Regions from separate parts of the Mus musculus genome. Here region 1 is linked to region 2. Evidence: chromatin contacts called from public HiChIP or PLAC-seq data. All regions are on one chromosome and are shown on one strand. The core of a region is the stretch at or near the end of the contact, and the rest is flanking DNA. Distances in the headings are between cores, read along the strand shown. Region 1 overlaps Slc4a8 (solute carrier family 4 (anion exchanger), member 8). Region 2 holds the start of Fignl2 (fidgetin-like 2).

Region 1 (2,700 bases), core at 64-2,563, 260 kb after region 2:
GCCGGTGCGTGGCACCCAGGACGCAATGTCCCAGAACTTACCGCCCAGTCCGCTCCAGTTCTGGCCCACTGTGCCCCCCATGTGGCTCTGGTTCTATGTGGCAAACGTTTCCGTTTGGAACACCGGGCATTTTCCTTTTTTCCTTTTGACAAAAGGAAATAAAATGAGTCCAGTCAGCCCCTCTTTGTCCTTGGTGGCAACAGGATAACACAAAAGCCAGAACAACATTAAAATGTTTGTGATTTCCAAATAGATTTGTGGATTTGACACAGGTGACTTCGGGGGGGGGGGGGAGAGATGTATGTATTTATATAAACCAAACGACTCCCCCAACAGAATCTGACCTAAATTGCAGTTTCCAGTGTGCTTCGATGTAACCTCCTTTAAAATCTTGCCCTAGAAGGTCAGTTAATTCTCCTGTAAACTAGAGGTCAGAGCGCCCGGGGGAGGGGAGCGCCTCGGAAGAGCAAATTCCCGTGGGTAAAATGCCCAGCCTCAGCCTAGCACACACAGGAGCTCTGGTCCAGTCCAGTCTGACAGGGAACCATCTGACCCTCCCCCTCCCCCTCTGTCCTCCCCAGCACACCTGAGCGGGCCTATGCTACTGTGGCTTAGCTTGTTGCTCCTATTCTGACTTTCAGGAGCCCCCCGACAGCAGCCACCACTATCTTACATGCATTCATTACCTGGGAAGGGACATTCTTGGGTGGCTCAATTCTAATAGATGGGTCCCACTCCCCTGGCGGAAGCACCGTCACCTGGTCCAGGAACTCGTCAATCCCTGCCAGGAGGTCATCGCGTTCCTTTGCTTTATATGCCACATCATGAAAAATCTAGAGAGAGGAAAGAACTTAGGAAGTCTCAGAATTCCTTCACCTCCAACGGGCACGCGTGCGCGCGCGCGCGCACACACACACACACACACACACACACTCCAATGAGCAGGGACACAGCCTCTCAGTTTTTATCCCTGCCGTGGGTATCTAAGAGATAAAACTTGGCGCTTATCGAAGTACGTGGAGTTTTCAGAGGAACCCAAGCTCGGTGTGCAGGTGTACACCTGTAAAGCCACCCGCTCCAGAGGCTAGGGGAGGGGGACTGCCAAGCTGAGGGCCAACCTGGGCTAGAGAGTGAGACAATCTCCACTGGAGAGGCAAGATTCACAGAGATTCTGGGAGTGTGTTTGAATCTAGAAGGGCTCCCTAGTGAACACTTCTGTGAAAGAATCAAAGATCAAACAGCCCACGCTTGCCTGTGCCCACTGAGACGTGCACCAGGGAAACTCTACAGCACAGAGCAACGGTGTGGGACAGCAAGCCACAGCTTACACGTGACATGTAAGGGCATGTCCTGACCCTACGCAGACTCGTCTTGTTTCCATGGAATAGAAGTATTTCCTTATGCAAATGACATCAATGTATTTAATTAGCCATAGTCTCAGGAAGGTTAACTCAGGTTTCACAAGTGACATTAAACACAAAGTCTACACATTCTACTTTGATTTTCTGCATCTTTAATTCCTTGAAAAGGGGAGAGTTAAGTGGCCATAGTGCTAAATGCTTACAATCCCAGCACTGGGTGTTCGAGGCCAGCCTGGGCTACACAGTAAGAAGCTGGAAAGCAAAGAGATAGAACAGCAAGAAAGACCTCCCGGGGGCTTGCCTCACTCTTCATTGGCTCTCAGAAACGGTCCTTGAACTGCTCCCAGCAGACACTGTGACAACCATCATTTTATCCCAACAACGCATTCAGTTTCTGGGAGAGAGTGAGCACTCAGCATTTACGAGAGAATGAGGAGGGCAGCGGCGGCATGTACCTCGTCCGTCATGATGGTGGCCATGGACCTGCCAATCTCATGGTACTGCTGCCCTTTTCCCACTGGGCCCAGTAAGATAAACAAAAACCTGCCAGAACACACAAAGAAGGAGCTCTGTAAGCAAGGACAGAGGCTGGCGTTTTACCTTCTCCAAACAGCAAAGCTCTTTCCCTGCTAACACACTGTCCCTGTGCCTTCAAGGAAAGAACTACCCTGTAGCTAGATGTCACCTTGTTATGGCCAAACACCATTTGGAGCTATTTATGAGACATTATTCAATAACTGGCTACATTTCTTAGAGTTACCATAGACACGATTTCTAGCTACCGGAAGGATGTCTTTTCAAAACACGGCGTTGTGTAAATCCAGGGTTACATCTAGGTCCCATTCATTGTTCTAATAAGAAAATAGGGAAGAGCAGGGTGAGGAAGCTGAGGAGCGCCCTGGAAGGAGCATCTGAACGCTACAGTTACTGAGCTCCGAATTACCACGCCACCACCTATGGCCAAGTCCCACCAGCGCTATGGAAAGACACCAGTACCTCTGCCCAGAGCCGGTTCCCTGGAGACTGCTCTCTGACTAGGAGAGAGCCTGAGGCCTCCCGTGTCACTTGCCCGCCTGCTCCCACAGCTCCGAGGAATCCTGACGCGTCTCTCCATGCAGCTGACCCTAACTTTAGGGATAACTACTTTCCAGCGCCAGCACTCACACAAGTCTGCTTTGAGTAGGCTGCCCTCAGCCTATCCCCACGTTACCTCGTTGGGATGGGCACTTCCGTCAGGCCAGAGAGCAGCACAGCCGGGGAGAGCCTCACGAAGGCCACGATGGGCCGGTCCAGCGTATCCACCTCTCCCACCAGGACATTGGAGGCCTCTGCCCCCGTG
Region 2 (2,700 bases), core at 153-2,652:
GTTCTATTTCTTGGGCCCTGTATCTCTTATTGGTTCAGGACTGGTGCCTTGATGGGTGCTAGAGGAGGGTGTAGGACCAGCCTGGGAACATTTACCCTCTTCATGGTCCAGAGGTGGTATCTCACAGATTGGCTCTAGGATCCCCACACCACAAATAGTTTTGCTCCCTTTGAGTAAGGGTGTTTTGTGAAATGAGTCTGACCACAGCTCCCTCTTCATTTGGTGACTGGGGAGCTCAGAACAAAGTAGGGTTCATCTTTAACCCCTCGGGTGATAGAACCCGGGTCCCCGAGCATGAGATGAGGCAGGTACTTTACCAGCCCTGTGATGCACTTGACATGATCTGCATGCTCGTACTATCTCACATACCTCAGCACACCATCTGTTCATCCCAAATAATGTTTGTAAGGTGATAAGAGTCATTTTGGATGGAGCAGGTAGCAGGCAAACAAACAGCATTCGGTCAGGTTCTAGTTTTTTGTTTTAAATTATTTATTATTTATTTAATGTGTATGAGTACACTGTAGCTGTCTTCAGACACACTAGAAAAGGGCACCAGTCCCCATTACAGACAGTTGTGAACCACCATGTGGTTGCTGGGAATTGAACTCAGGACCTCTGGAAGAGCAGTCGGTGCTCTTACCCACTGAGCCATCTCTCCAGCTCCCAGGTTCTAGTTTCTTTAGGCCAGTGGTTCTCAATCTTCCTAATGCTGCAACCTTAAATATAGTTGCTCATGTTATGGTAATTCTCAACCACAAAATTATTTTTGTTGCTACTCCATAACTCTAATTTGGCTACTGTTACGAATCATAATATAAATTTGAGTGGGTTGGGGCGGGGAGGGGTATGACCTGAAGATTGAGCTTTAGCCAAAGGCCGGAAGAAATCAAACCGCAAGGAAATAAGGTTGCTGGGCTAGCCACTGTGGTTTCCAGGGCTGATGGGTACGCTCACATCCCAGGGCCTATGGTGGACCTTTGAATCTCAAGGGAACGCCAAGGTGGACAGAGTAGGATGTCAACCTGTTGGGCCTCATATCCAGCAGCTCTGGACAGGCTGCACTAATCTTTACAAACCTTGATACGCTGCAGTGGCTGGCCCATAGTGAGCGAACAGCAAGTGTCTGCTACGGGTGAGCCTCACATGGTCTGGCCCTTCCCTCGATCTGGTCCATGGAGGGGCATAGCCGGTGTGGTCAGGGTAACTTGCCGGGAGTGAAGGTTTACTATGGCATTTCTGCATTCCTCTTGGAGTACAGCAAACTATTTTAAAAAACTAACTCTAGGTCTAAAGGGTCTCGGGTAGCCTGTCATTGGCTAACCAAGCTGTCAGTGGGTCCCTAGAGCCACTGCAGGAGCTGACCAGCCGCTGTTCTTCTCGCCTGCAGCTCTGTTGAAGATGCACTGGACACCGGAACACGCCCAGCCCCTAAACCAGTGGCCAGAGCAGCACCTGGACGTCTCCTCCACCACTCCGTCGCCGGCTCACAAGTTGGAGTTGCCTCCAGGGGGTCGCCAGCGCTGCCACTACGCTTGGGCACACGACGACATTTCCGCCCTCACAGCCTCCAACCTCCTCAAGCGCTACGCCGAGAAGTACTCCGGAGTCCTGGACTACGAGCGCCCGGGCCTGGGCAGCTACGGTGACGCCGCCTTCCTCAACGGTGCCAAAGGGGACCCGGAGCCCTGGCCCGGGCCAGAGCCACCTTACCCTCTAGCCTCGCTCCACGAAGGCCTCCCGGGAGCCAAGGCGGCTGGCGCGGGTGGCTCCGCCGGCCTCGGGGGCTCCCCGGTAGTAGCTGGCAACCTGACTGAGCCGCTGTACACGGGCAACGCGTGCGGGGGACCGTCGGCGGCCACTGAGTACGCGGCGGGCTACGGAGGCGGGTACCTGGCGTCCGGCTACTGCGCGCAAACGAGCGCCGCGCTCGCCCCGCCGCCCCCGCCCGCGCTGCTGCAGCCAGCGCCGCCGCCCGGCTACGGCCCCTCGGCGCCGCTCTACAACTACCCGGCGGCCGGCTACGCGGCGCAGCCCGGCTACGGGGCGCTCCCGCCGCCCGCCGCGCCGCCCGCGCCCTACTTGCCCTCCGGGCTGGCGGCGCCCACGCCCCTGCCCGCGCCCGCGCCACCCCGGCCCGCGCCCTACGGCTTCCCCGCGGCCGCCGAGGGCGTGTCGCTGAAGCGCAAGGCGGTGGACGAGGGCGCGGAAGCCCGCTACCGCAAGTACGCTTACGAGCCGGCCAAGGCCCCCGCGGCCGACGGCGCCTCCTACCCCGCCGCGGACGACACCGAGTGTCGGGGCAACGGGTTCCGTTCGAAGCCACCCGGGGCGACGGAGGATGGGACCGGCAAGTACGGCGGCGGCGGCCCTCTCAAGGTCCTGGGCTCCCCCGCCTACGCGCCGCAGCTCGAGCCCTTTGACAAGTTCCCGGAGCGGGTCCCGGCCGCCCACGGAGGCTTCGCGGAGCCGTCGGGGGAGCCCGCCAAGGGCGTGGACCCGGGGGCGCTGGAGCTGGTGAGCAGCAAGATGGTAGACTGCGGGCCCCCAGTGCAGTGGGCGGATGTGGCGGGCCAGGGCGCGCTCAAGGCGGCCCTAGAGGAGGAGCTGCTTTGGCCCTTGCTGAGGCCGCCCGCCTGTCCCGGCAGCGCGCTCCCGCCGCGGACCGTGCTGTTCTTCGGGCCCCGCGGCTGCGGTAAG

The links. HiChIP or PLAC-seq counts read pairs in DNA pulled down with a chosen protein or histone mark.
Region 1: an H3K27ac HiChIP or PLAC-seq map of embryonic stem cells shows a contact between it and region 2, with 9 times the contacts expected there. The contact joins the enhancer-like site here to the promoter of Fignl2 in region 2. A contact is called at or near these places in 1 of 484 Hi-C or Micro-C datasets (the N1E-115 cell line), 13 of 115 datasets of contacts at active chromatin or transcription factors (craniofacial prominence, embryonic basal ganglia, embryonic forebrain and 5 more) and 5 of 9 other capture datasets (adipose tissue, embryonic stem cells, liver and 2 more).

The regions. Positions count from the first base shown.
Region 1 is chr15:100,789,039-100,791,738 of GRCm38.p6, reverse strand. Slc4a8 (solute carrier family 4 (anion exchanger), member 8) reads right to left here. Exons shown (of 25, transcript NM_021530.2): 8 at 2,572-2,700; 9 at 1,817-1,904; 10 at 687-833; 11 at 42-142. Among named protein-coding and RNA genes, the nearest start is that of Gm52175, 25 kb to the right of the region's middle. Within about 2 kb of position 1,313, at least 6 of the 459 cell types and tissues checked have an H3K27ac peak or open chromatin away from gene starts, as enhancers often do. A contact at or near this core is called in embryonic stem cells, where this site is marked.
Region 2 is chr15:101,053,101-101,055,800 of GRCm38.p6, reverse strand. It overlaps Fignl2 (fidgetin-like 2), which reads left to right and starts at 1,402. Exons shown (of 1, transcript NM_001214911.2): 1 at 1,402-2,700. The coding sequence starts at 1,402.